2 separate regions of the Sander lucioperca genome follow, and region 1 is linked to region 2. A link is a contact called in public Hi-C data. All regions are on one chromosome and are shown on one strand. Each heading gives the region's core, a stretch centred on a gene start, on an enhancer-like site or on the middle of the called end of the contact. The rest is flanking DNA. Distances are from core to core; before and after follow the strand shown.

Evidence for each region. Hi-C and Micro-C count contacts between places; a contact is called where the count stands out from the background.
Region 1: a Hi-C map of muscle shows a contact between it and region 2, with 6 times the contacts expected there. The contact joins the promoter of xxylt1 here to the promoter of tmem44 in region 2. A contact is called at or near these places in 2 of 2 Hi-C or Micro-C datasets (liver and muscle).

Annotation. Positions count from the first base shown.
Region 1 is chr11:3,986,923-3,993,657 of SLUC_FBN_1.2, reverse strand. xxylt1 (xyloside xylosyltransferase 1) reads left to right here and starts at 4,831. Exons shown (of 5, transcript XM_031307318.2): 1 at 4,831-5,383; 2 at 5,790-6,433. The coding sequence starts at 5,894. LOC116055271 (serine/arginine-rich splicing factor 11) reads right to left here and starts at 2,929. Exons shown (of 12, transcript XM_036007138.1): 1 at 2,569-2,929; 2 at 1,199-1,332. The coding sequence starts at 2,690.
Region 2 is chr11:3,791,699-3,798,713 of SLUC_FBN_1.2, reverse strand. tmem44 (transmembrane protein 44) reads left to right here and starts at 2,763. Exons shown (of 11, transcript XM_031307491.2): 1 at 2,763-2,928; 2 at 2,930-3,163; 3 at 3,241-3,367; 4 at 3,440-3,530; 5 at 3,843-3,997; 6 at 5,271-5,357; 7 at 5,473-5,643; 8 at 6,040-6,201; 9 at 6,506-6,574; 10 at 6,692-6,811. The coding sequence starts at 2,876. It overlaps lsg1 (large subunit GTPase 1 homolog), which reads left to right. Exons shown (of 15, transcript XM_031307276.2): 11 at 1-13; 12 at 285-408; 13 at 577-656; 14 at 913-1,092; 15 at 1,201-1,745. The coding sequence ends at 1,380.

The DNA of each region.
Region 1 (6,735 bases), core at 3,582-6,081, 190 kb before region 2:
ATAAAGTAATTCAGTTGGGATAGGTTTGTTTAACATTAAGAAAACAAAGCCACACCCTAACACCACAACACAGGTAAAGTCTTCGCTTATTTGGCTGATTTGATCTCTCCTCAGAACTGTGTGGACCTGTAAGACCGTGCTTGATTGACATCTCCCTCACTCTATTGCTAGGCTTTGTTGCACCTGTTAGGGCAGGGCAACTTACACCTGGAGTTTGGTGACCTAAGCAAACTCCCACCTTAGCCCCGCCCAACTTAAACCTGAAAATATGCCTTATCAGCCAGTAACTGGAAACACCAGTGTGTATGTGCAGGGTCTTTAATGTTTCCTACGGCGTTGCATATATTATCAATGGACAAAGGAGTGTCGGCGTGGATCTGTTTTTTTAAGCGGTGTATAACATCAGCACGCTGATGCATGCCATCAGTGTGGATAACATGAAGTGAACTCATTGTTGATGTTTATTGGTTCAAGCACAATGGGAAATTTTGACAACTGGCATACCCAGAGTGCAAAAGGTTCAAATATAAACAGGATCAGAAATGGCTTTAAAGTCAATACCAATTAACTAAAAAAAATGTCTTGATCTGCCTCGATACCGATCCAGCAGATCTGCTCGGGGCATCCCTAGTCTGGTGCATGCCTACTAATCGACGTACATTTTATTTAAAAAATATTTAAACTCTTTGAACTTTGAATTGAGATTGCCCTGCACCCTCTCCTACCACTCCCTTATTTTACTTAAGAGTTTTGTGGCTTTTTTTTTTTTCTCAAGAAAAGATGCCTTGAACAGAGAGAAAAAAATAAAGAGTTAATATTTTACTGCAGAACAAGAGACAGAAGGGGGCTTGCGAGCCTGGTGCCATTATTTTTTTCTAATCTCCTGATGGCAGCAGAGGACCACTTTCAGCCAGCAAGGAAGGGGCTCTCTGCAAATGACTTGTCCACTATGAAAACCACAACACAAATAACAGAGAGAGAAGTTTACAGCTAGATTGTCAGACATGGACACAAATGTACATTTCCCTTTTACATACCTAAAAATGCCAAGCACTGTAAAGCTTAGCAAATTTTGCTTGGTCACAAAAACTCATAATGGCTCAGATAGTGTTTGCTATTCTATCAAAACAACCTACAAATTTTGATGTATGTTCACAGATATCCATGTAAGTAAGACAAGAATAAAACAGACACCCACCTTCGGCAAAAGGGACCACGATCAAGGCTCGGTCCACGAAGACGGTGTTCGTCAGGTGTTGGGAAACTCCCACCGACTCAGACTCAAGGAACTTTACAAAACAGACACGTGAAGTCACAGGCAAGGGAGAGTCACTGGAAGAAAATACAGATATGTTGTGCAAAGAATACAAACAAGGAGACCCAACATGCCTTCTTCAAACTGACAATGAGTGTTGTGTCCCCAGGGACAACTAACTTAATAATGGATTATGGGCTGTACAATCTCATCCACTCTCTGACCTCTACCATCCTTTGCTTAGACCAACAAGGTATCTTAGAGACGTTTTATAGTGTGTTGTAGTGTTATCACAACTCTCATCGACAATCTGTTGAGAATCAAAGAACACTGTCGATCACTGACGCTTTGAACCTTTGATGTTGTTATGGTCCTCGACATGTCCTACCTGCTGAGAAGCCAGGTGTAATTGGATACAGGAAAATACAAAGCAGAGAACAATTATTTCCTACTATAGTCAATGTTAAAATACTGTAGAGTACGTATTGCAGTAGCTCATTAGCATCCCAAGGGAGATGTGGGGAACCCAAGGGATTGCCAACAGGACGTCACTGACATGACAACATTAACGCTAAGTTAATTTGTTTTTCCACATTGTTTAAATCAGCAATTCCTACATTAAGAAAATGCTGCAGCTGTTACATCTAGGGCTGCAACTAATGTTCATTTACACTGTTGATTAATCTGACAAACTAATTTTCCCATTACTTAATTGTTTAGTCTGTCAGAAAAAGAGAAAATACAAATTAAATTTACAGTGATGTAAAGCAGAAAAAGACAGAAGCTTAAATTGGTTAATGCTAGGCAATGCCTGCAAAAGCGTTTTTAAAAGCGGTTCTTGCCGCCCGGCAGAGGTACAGCACTGTGAACTCTGGGCAGCAGAGCAGAATACTTGCGCGTTCCCATGGGCGGCAACCGCATACCCCTATCGCCGTGATCAAAACCGCTTCGCCTCTGCCGCCTTCTCCTCATAGAAATGACTAGAGGCGGCGGGTTAGCGCGCAGCGGTGTGAAAGCTCCATAACTGTTAACTAGCTACATTTGAGTCTGTAAAAGAAAGGACATTTCAATCCTTGCTTAAACCCTCACATAATGACATAACATGAGAAATTATCAGTACATGTGTCCCTCATACGGAATCGTTAAGGCGAGTGCTGCTGCTGAACTAAAGGCGCGGGCAAACGTTAGCATTAGCATGCCGTGCAGAGAGGCCTAACGTTACTCGACACTACAGGCCTCAAGAGAAGCCCAGCGTGAGCCACGTAAGCTCGGCAAAGACATCGTTTTACCAATTAATAGTTCATAATACTCACTCAGGTGGAAACAGTTTGAGCTCCTCTATGTTCCCGAGGAATCCAAACAGAGTCCTCATTTGTTCGGACGTTGTGCTCGGGGAGACATTTGTCACCTGAATGACGTGCGTGTTGGAATTCATTTTTCGCGAATGCTAATCAAGCTAGCTAGCTTTGTGCTAGCAACGTGCCTGAATTTAAAACGAAACGAGCTGGGTAACGTTTACGAAAAAAACAACATCAGGCGATTACAAAAGCTAGCATTGCTCCTGTAGATAGAAGATGGTACATTTGCTGCGGGCAAATCCGCAACGGCCGCGAGCAGCAAAGAGCAACAATGCCGCTGCCGAAAATGTCGCGAGGCACGGATGCTGCTTTCACGTGCAGTTTGTAAACTCGTATTCATGAGTTTTCCCTAGCAAACACGGGAAAATAATGCTTTTGGTTGATATTTACCAGTGGTAAAAATAGTAATACTACCTTTTAAAAATACTTGCATTGTATTGCATTGCATCATATCTTATAAGGTAATTGTTTGTCTATAGCTTGGCTGATACTGGATTTTTGAGGCCGATACTGATATCAATATTTGTGAGTTTAAAACATATAATATTATACATACACACCATAGACGTATAAAAAGTATACATATACACTACCGGTCAAAAGTTTGGGGTCACTTAGAAATTTCCATTCCACTCCATTATAGACAGAATACCAGCTGAGATCAGTTGCATTGTTTTTTTAACCAGGGCAGCAGTTTTCAGATTACATTATGTGCTTAGATAATTGCAAAAGGGTTCTCCAATGTTTTCTCAGTTAGCCTTTTAAAATGATATCAGATTAGTAAACAGAATGTGCCTTTGGAACATTAGATGAATGGTTGCTGATAATGGGCAATGTAGATATTGCATTAAAGATCAGCTACTTCTTTCTACAACAGTCGAGAACCCTTTTGCAATTATCTAAGCACATAATGTAATAAGAAAACTGCTGCCCTGATTAAAAAAACAATGCAACTGATCTCAGCTGGTATTCTGTCTGTAATGGAGTGGAATGGAAATTTCTAAGTGACCCCAAACTTTTGACCAGTAGTATATATATATATATATATTATAGGCTATATGCATTTTTAAACAGTTGTTGATAAACATAACGTAAAAAAACAACATTGTGATAAAAAACCCTTAGATTTACATACTAAGATGGATATTTACTGTCAAATATATGAGATACTGTAATTACCTCAAATTTAGTTTGACATTTCTGTAGGCCTACTGCAATTTTTTGTTACTTTCTGGCAGACATATACGCTGATACCAATATATCGTCAAAATTAGTTACAATATAGTTTCCGCTGAAATGCACTGGAGTATAGAGGAGCATCAAATGGAAAAACTCATGTAAAGTTCTCCAAGACTGAACTCAAGTACAGTAGGTTACTTGAGTAAATATCTATATGTACTGTATATTTATAAAGCTCCAGAAACAGCACAACGAGGAGAAAATGTGCATCATGTGCAGTACATGAATATGGTTCATTGTTTATATCAGATATCTTCAACAGGGGGTCTTCAGAGTTACTGCAGAGGACCACCAAATTGTTTTTTTCTTAAAAAACTAAAATATGTCTAAAATATACATTAACATGAATCCAACATATTATTAGTAAAGATAAATCGGCCTATTCCCCATTTAATTTACACATTTACTATAGGTAAGGGAGCCACTATGGTAGCCACCCACAGATACAGTTAAGCTTAAGGATTCACTGCGCCTTCCACATTAAAACATAAAACATGATGTATAAATAATATATAAATATCAATCCATCCATTTTCATCCATCCGGCCCAGTTTAATATGCAACTCAATTTTCATACAATTTATGCAGTAGGGGCTTCCTGCTTCGTCTCTCTTTCAGCTAAGGGGTCCTTAGCCTAAAAAACGTTGAAGACACCTGGTTTATGTTATTATGTTTATAGCTATAATGTAAACATTATATAGTATCGTTGCTGGTGTAGAAACTATCGCATCTTTGCAACTCCACTAGTAGGCTACTTTGGTTGAGCTATTAAAAAAAAAACTAAATTAGGTTTTTGATAATTTTAAATACTATATATATATATTTAAAAGCGTGATTTATACTGTAGAATCTTAAATGAACAATCACGGAAAATGTGGTCAATACAATGGAGAAATAAAGACATCTACATTAAAATCAAATTCATTTACAGTGAGTCTCAGTTTTCCAACTGTACGTAATGGCAGCACGGCTCGGAAAAAGCTGAAGCCAAAGTGGGTGTGGTTAAAGTTGTGTCATAGCATTTTGTTGCTAGGCTGCTAGCTAACGTTAGTGATTTCTCCAAATAGTCGTTTTACTTATCGAAATCACAAAGCCATGCAAACTCCGTAATACTTTAAGAACGACCAATGTATGCAACGATACATCAGCAATTTTAAACAATCAAACAGTGCTTGGCTTTATGCTTGGGTTAAACAAACAGCGTCGGAGGGCAACTGTATCAGGCGCAAAGACGTCGCTTGCTAATAACTAGCTAGCATTCTCGCTACCACTTGGCATGTCAACAGTTTGCTGCAGGTATTTGGATTATCTGGCATTCCGTGAACGTTAACGGTGTCGTAATATTTCAGTGTAACGTTAGCAAATGTAACATTGCTTCATAAACGTGAGGATCCTGTAACAGGTCGAACAAGCTGTCAAAATGGAACTGCAGAGATCAACGACATGAGACACTTCTGTCATTTTTCTGTAAAGGCACCCCATTTACCCCTTTTACCTAGTCGAGGAGACCTTCAAAAACGCTTCAAAAAAGGTAACGTTATTGGAATAGTACAATAGTAGGAATGCATGTAAGAAAAGATAAATTACTTGAGATAGATTACGTGAGATGTGTTGGTTTATACTGAATTGGATAGTAACGTTACAGGATAGTAACTTTTGGATTGTGATCCAGCTGTGGATGTCAAACCAAAACCATTTGTTATGGAGCATTAAAAGAGTTTCCATTTCAGTTTAACAAAAAGTACAAGAATGTTTTAAACACTAAATCTTACTTTGCTAAAAATCCATTGACCTTATAAACACCTGTAAGTATTTCTAAGTGGGTCTTGACTAAATGTGAAGGTAACATGCCGGAAGTTAGTGCACAAAAGTCAAACCCTTTATTACTGCCATCTCTGTGCATCAGGACTAAAATGAGTGTTTTCTTTCTCTTACAGGAAAATGTCAGCAACTTACCAAAAATAATAATGAACCGGAGGGACACAAAATGCTGAATGTATTCCCTTGTGCACCCCCATTCTCATGACCTCAAGAGGGAGGTATGGGCATCCTAAGACTGGTAGCCAGAATCATGGGTAGGATCAGTACTTTCAGGTCCTATCAGTTTGTGCTTCTCCTGGCCGCTGCACTTGCTGTTGTAGCTTTTTACTACTTTGGCTCAGAGAGGCAGAACTTCTCCAGCACCACAAAGAGGATCAAGCACACCCAGGCCAGCCACAACGCCAACAGAAACGATGCTGACCTAACTGTGGACACCAGGCTCTCACACCCAGTTGGATCTGAGGAGCAAGGAGAGGAAGAGCGAGATGAAGGAGGAGAGAGCAAGGGATTAAGATCTAGGAAAGGGGACAGTGATAGCGCCGGTGACCAACGCTACCACGCACTCATGATGTTCACCAAGGTGGACAAGAGCCGGAGCCTTCAGGACAAGTTCAGGGTGGCCATGTTATCTATGGTTCAGCACGGACAATTCATGGAAGGAGAGGTGTTGGTCCTTCATTTTGTGAGTGACCAGGCCAGCAAAGAACTGGGAGAGAGGATGCTGCAGGAGTTTCTACTTGATGCAACGTTTAAGTATGAGGTAGGCAATCTAAAAATGTGTTTGCACTGTACCATGGCTCTGGTATTGATTGATTTCAATATAAGAAGAAGAAAATCCTCATGATGTTTGACTAATGAGTTCTATTTCTAGTAAAGTTGCCTTTAATGTGCATTGAAATCACTTGAGTTTAGTTTTATGCTGATGTGATTGTGGGTTAGTCAGATAAAACTTAGGCAAAAAGGAAAGTTAGTATTAGTTAACCTATTATTAAGTAAGTAAAATGTATTTATAGAGTGCTTTTCACAGATACAAATCACAAAGTGTTTTACATAAAACCTACA
Region 2 (7,015 bases), core at 1,514-4,013:
TGCAGTCTCCCATATATCCTTTCTGCAGCAGCTTTTTCAGTCAGTGACACAACAGCCTGAAACGGAATCATCCAATCACGACTGCACCCTTCTGTCGCTGAACCCCAGCATCAGTTGTTGATTTATTCACTGCAATGACTTCAAATAACCAAACTTAATTTTACATTGTTGTCTTGATGTTTAAAATGGTTTACCTAGAATCTTGAATTTGAACATCATGAAGCTCACAGCCCCCCCCCCCTCTTTAAGAATTTCTTGGACCTGGTCCTTAACATATTTGTCACATATGTCAGCTGATCCCTAGGCATGTGTTAGAAGGCACCTACGGCATCAACATCATCCGACCACGAGAAGATGAAGACCCCGACAGGCCCCCCACGTCTGAGGAGCTGCTGATGGCTTATGGATGTGAGAATACCGGATATTTATTGTAATTTGTCCATTTCGTGTTGGCTCGTTTTCTTAGTTTCTCTTGAATGTGTTCTTTTTATCTGCTCTGTTTTTGAAAGCATTGTGTAAACTCTGCTTTTAGGTAAGAGCCGCAAGAGTTTATTATTGCGTTTCCCTCTATTTCAGACATGAGAGGCTTCATGACGACGCATGGCCAGCCTGATCAGTCCAGATCAGCCCGGTACATCCTGAAGGATTATGTCTGCGTAAGTGCCAGATCCGAGTCAGAACTGAAAAACTAGTATAAACTAGTCGCTAGTATTTTTGTTGTTGGTTTTGCCTTCTTTTGTATAGTATGTAAGGTTGAACAGGGCATAAGGGAAACATCCATTGAGTACCAAATGTGTAGACAGTCTCCTGTAAAACCTGTATCATTGACTAAAGATATGAAAATATGTGCATACTGAAAAAAAAACATCCTCTCCCCAACAAACTCTTCCTAACAATGTTGACTCCTTACAGGGAAAGCTTCTGTACTGCCATGCTCCTTCATATATTAATGCTGAGGACTTCCAGCCGCAGCACAACAAGTTCCTGAATAGAGACTCGGACGGCTGTGACCTCTCCTCCTCCTCCACAACAACAAACAAACAGAAAATCCGGAGAATTGAAAATGTGGTTGACAAGAACTTCTTCCATCAGGTATGGCAGATCTACTGTCCTCTTGTTAGTAAGAAAAATGCCTTATTAGCAGTTATCATGAAATAAAAAATTGAACTGCTTGAGTATTGATGGGATCTCTGTTTTCAGGAGAATGTGCGGGCGCTCTCTAAGGGGGTTCAGTCGGTCATGGGCTACAAGCCAGGCAGCGGACCTGTCGGCCCCGGAAAACCTGGATCAGAGGCGGTGGTGGGAAAACCCTGGAAAAAACACGGCAACCACAACAAGAAGGAGAAAGTACGCCGTCTTACCAAGCATCTGGACGCCTGACGATGATCTAAAAAAAAAAAAAAAAGCATTTTTAATTACAGATACATTTCAGCAGGAATGGAAAAGTGCACTGCAGTTCACATGTGATTCCAAAGGAATTTATGCTGATTAGTATCTGTAGGTAGATATAGGCCCTTTAATCCTGTGAGTATGGAAAGATCAGACTGTCTCTATTATTATATTAACAAATGATGATCATGTACAGCTCTGGGTAGAAAATCATATTGGTGCAATGCATTCTATAAACTGGATCACCAGTTGTACATCCGATCTCCCCACAGTGTTCAGAAATGGACTCAACATTCAGAGGATGTGAATTTTATTACACATTGAACAGGACATTTTCAATTTGTATTTTGAAGGTGTTTCAAAAGACACATTGCAAAGTCTACATTAACCATATACATTACTGTATGTTTGATACTGCTTTTATCCATATACAGTTGTGATTAATGTTACTAAGATTATAAAATAAATTGAACGTTTTCATGTTAGTGCATCCCTCCTTTACTCCATTTCCACAAGGTTATCATTGGTTAATGCTATAGTGCAAACTGAAAGAAAAATAATCAGTGTATTAGCAAACGTTTAAAAATTGTTTTAAAGTAGTAGTAGTAGTAGTAATAGTTTTAAAATTCAAATCGCAAATTTAAATAATTATTCATCTACGATATGCATTCCTGTAAAGGTTCATCTATTTAAAAACTATTTGCTGCAGTTAAGAAGTATAAAAAATACATTAATCAATAATTGAATATCATTTAATGAAATGACTGATGTGAAAAGGCTCACCCATAGTGTTTATAACAAAGCCGAATTCACGAAAACTTTGCAGACGATTGTTTAAAAATAAGAGTTGGGGCAGCCCTAAAACATCTAGATTTGATCTCGAGCTTTGTGTTATGGGGGGATCTAATACCCAGACTAGCATATTGAATTGTTTTTTTTATCAGATCTCAAGGTTGTCGAGCCAATCAAGGAATTGTGTTCATTGATTGCCCAGTGCTTACAGCCAAGAGGCCTTCAAAGCCAACAAGAGAGGCCATGACCCTTCTAAACAATGAATGAGGAAATTTCTTTAGAGCCAACTCCCAGGACTGTGTCTTATCAAAGCGTTCTAGCCACCAACTCTCTGGGAATAAAAGGTTTCTCCCCCGCGCCATGGGTGTAAGAAAGTTGAGCAGAACTTCCCTCCATCATCAGGACCGCCTGTGTGAGCCTGAACCTCGGGAGGATGCAGCACCTGACATAGGATTCTGCTCCTCGGGCTGAGCAGGACCGTGATCCTGATTACTGTCTGCCAATGCTCGACTTTGATACAGGTTTGACTTTTTTTTTCTTCTTTTTCTTTCTTTTTAGAAGGGATGCATTCATTTCAAATTAGCTTTCAAACGTGAGACTTCTAGCCTACATCTAATTTCCCACAGCATCCAGTATTCCGTAGTGTATCACAGCACAGGTGAGCTCCTCCCTAAAATAAGCAGGCGCTTCCATTATGCTCTTGTGCTTCTGGCGGATGCATTGCAGCACAGGTGTTGCACGGATTCGTTTTTTTTCTTCTAGTACCACGAAATGCAAACAACATATTCGCAATTAATATGGGGGGACGTTCATTGACCCTAGAGGGTCAGACGAGAGGAAATCTCAACACTTTTCTCTACAGTTTGGTTGAATTTTGCGTCGATTCAGTCACTACCTGTTTCTCTCATGGCGCAGACAAACTTTGCGTCCCCGTCGGTCTCAGCTTCCTGTCTGCGCTGCTTTTACTGCTGTCATGCTTTCTGTAAGTAGTTTTTCATTGTACTTGTTCCAGTAATTTATTGAAAATGATCTTACATTAAAGCCGTGTCAACTCTTTAGGCTCGTGTATCAGAGGTGCACATTTCGGGGAGGGAATCCAGGAGAAACCATCACTTTCCTCTACAGCCTCATCGGTAACATGTGCAGCACAATTGGAGCCATTCTTTCCAGACAGCTGCATATTCAGGTAGCATACTTTTATATCGTGGCACGTATCTTTTGCATGCAGTAATAACTAATTTCTGCTTCCTCTCTGTAGATTTTGATGGGTGCTTTTGCTGCTGCTATGGATGCTGTCAGTTTTATGACATGCGGTTTCCCTGTGCTCCTGTGCTGGAACTCAAAGGCAGGTACGTTTAGAGTAATGCCAATTCTCAATAGTAATGCAAACCTTATCATTCCCAGAACTCGATCAACTGTACACTGTTCAAACAAAATGGAGGTAGGTAGCACAAGTGTTTTAGTATTAGCACCTAACTGGCTAAACCCTTTAGGCAAAACAGCAAGGAGACTTATCAGAGACGCTCTACAGATAACCAAACAAATGAATAGAGGATGTGTTATAACTGTGCCCAACTGCAAACGTGTGTGTGTGTGTGTGTGTGTGTGTGTGTGTGTGTGTGTGTGTGTGTGTGTGTGTGTGTGTGTGTGTTCTCCCTCAGAAAGGAGGCTGAGGATGAAGAGGGGGCGGAGGAGGCAGCACCTACTTGCTGTGTGTGTATTGATGGTGGTTGCAGGAGGTTTTCTGAAGTCCATGGTGACCCAGCCAGCAGACAGACCTCTTAGCGTGAGGAGACTGCTGCATGCCACCCTGCAAGTAAGCACACACACCACCACCGTGGCCAGTTGTAGTCCTTTAATTGTACGGCACATTGCAGTTCCATGGACAAATGCATTTCCATTTAATGTGTTGTGAGTGACGGGTGGAAGGTATTTGTGCATTTACACTTTACTCACACTTATCTGTCGTTCCGTAGTTTTAAATACTCAGTAGTTCATATAATTCACAACATCTTCAATTTCTTTTTTTTTCTTCTTTTTTTTTAGATACATTTTTTATTATTTTTATATTTTTGAACCTACAGAACAAACACAATTGAACAAGAAAAAAACCCATCTCCCACCCCCCCACCCTCTGCGGTCTCGAGGAAAACAAAAACAAACAAATAAGCAAAAACAAAAACAGAAATCACACTTTGCCTAGTCACTCTCTTCTAATTCTTGTGGTGCTGAGGTCATTAGGTCTGATATTTGTGCTGCTGCGTTTTTCCATAGGTTGATAGTCAATGATTTGGCTTTGTTAATCCTTGCTGTAGAGAGCTCAAGTACAACTATGTCTAGAAAATACGCCAACCACTGTTTTATACAAAGCGAGTGGGGGGGGGGGGGGAGCCAGCGTTGAGCTATAATTTTCTTGGTTGTGGTTGAGCCGGCTAGCCAAATTTTCTTCTGTCTCCCAAGCAGGTGTAATTTAGAGTCATCATTAAGTAACAAAACAATCGGGTCAGTAGGAATTCAACATCCTATCACATCAGATATTATTGATGTTGTTTTATTCCAGAACTCATGCACCTGTTCACACTCCCAGACCATGTGCAGGAAAGTTCTAGTTTGTTCAGGTTGACAGAACGTGCAAAAGGGAGTGGGAATGAGTTTAGAGACGCATCTCTTCTGAGGAGTCCAGTATGTCCTATGACATATGTTGAAGTGGATCTGCTTGATTTGGGTTCTTGGAACAATGGAAAATATTGTCGCAAACTGTCTCCCAATTAATTGCGTTCCCCTCAGGGCTCAGCTCTCGCTCCCATTTCCTTGCTATTGGGAGTTCTCCTATGGATGCTTGCATCAGTTTAGCATAGATCTTGGACGCTAATCCTCTCACAGGAAAATCAACAAACCATTTAATGACTGGGTGCGCCTCAAGACTGTTTCCCCATGGCACTCCATAACATTTTAGGGCTGCTCTAACATCTTCAATTTCTGCAGTGTGGATGGATGTTCATGTTCTTCAACACGACCTATTTAGACTTAATACCCTGACCTCGTAGTAACGTGTCTGACATAACAACTTAAAACTGTTCTTCTAACAGGACAACACTGAAATCCTGGGTTACATGCTTGGTCTGCTGTCCTGTGTGATCACCTGTACCTCCAGGTTCCCTGCACTCTGCAGAGTAGTAAGTGACAAACAGTCCATGAGTGTTTTGTTGTCAGAGCCACTTATTGCTTTCCCAAAATAGTTCCCAGTGTTAAATCGCTTATAAACAAATCACATTTGTTTTCTCCCTTTAGTACAGAGGACGGATGTTGACCGGGGCCTACGTGTTCTCTGGACTGCTGTGCTCACTGGCTGGTGCGCTCTATGCTGCTGCCATACTCCTCTACGACACTCAGTTTGCGTTTCTCTTAAGAGTCATCCCGTGGCTGCTATCAGCAATATGCTGTGTCATCCTGGACCTTCTTGTATTCTTATATAGCAAAGAGTGATACTGTTGTTGTTATGTTACTTACTCTGTCGGGCTCAGGGTCTCACACCAGCTACCAAAGCCTTTAACCAGGGCTTTGACCACAGAACTGGAGATGGTCTGTAGCATTTATAACACACTATTGATTTAGCTTTTCCAAGTTCTGAACTCTTTCTAGTAACGTTTTAAGCAGCAGCAATAGCAAAAGGCACCATGACAGACAGGAAAAAGTGCAGCATAAACAGAAACCCAAAAGTCATAATTACAAAAGAGGAACTTCACAATACTGCCCACACTGTTGATTTCAATGATGTCTTCAATTGCTTGAATGTATGTGAATTGTACTGATTTTCAACCAGGTGTGATCTGTTTACCTTAAATCCAACATCTTCAGATTCTTGTCATCTATTGGTGGAAGAGAGGGACCAGACAGCAGCTTACCACTTTTTCTTTAGATACAGAGAGCCTTTTAGGTGGCTCGGGCTTCCCCCATGAGGATAACGCTGTCATGAAGAGACAGAGAAAACAGCAAGTTCATTCATCAGCACGAACAAAAGTAAGTTTTCATACTTACTGTTTTTAGGTCCTATTTGTGTTCCTAAACCCTTGGAATCGTATGTGAATCCTGATCTTTCTGAGTGAATTTAAGTACGAAGTAAGTAATTGTTTATTTAACATTGACAATATAGGAATTTTACTTACTCTGTCACTTCACTTATTGATTTATCTGGATGTATCAGCTTAAATGTGCATAAAGTAAAAAGAAGACAGGATGCAGGCATTCCTTTTAGATCCGAGTCATTTTCATAAAATGAAATGTCTTGTTTTGAACATGATACTATTAAACCTTTTCTTCAAAGACAGAAAATGTCCAGAAGATGACTGAGATGGGCCATTATATGGATGTCAGTGTTCAACCTGCAAAAAAAGTAAGCAAATAATCTGTGGTGGCACAGACTGCATACTCGCTGCATATTTTCTTTACATTAATCAGTGGTTATTCTTGCAGTGGAATATGTATGTATTTTTGTTTGTTTTTTCTGAAGGAGGTGAAGTTGTCCAAGGAGGATGTGGAGGACTGGCCTCTCAACAGGACGGTGCAAGTCGACAGTTTCTGCTCTTCAGATAACTCCTGTGACTCTTCACAAGTCAGCTCAGATCTGGAGGTGGGTTGGAGCCCTGTTGGTGAGCAGCATGACATTTTCTTACAAACTTGAGTACACTAACCAATCAGAGCAGATATCTAATAGAAATGCGTAATTAATACATTTAATGCAAAAATACTGACACTGTAGTCAGCAACTGCACAATAAATTGTTGTCATTGTTGTTTTTGTTTTTTTATCAACAATCATATTAACCCCTCTGATT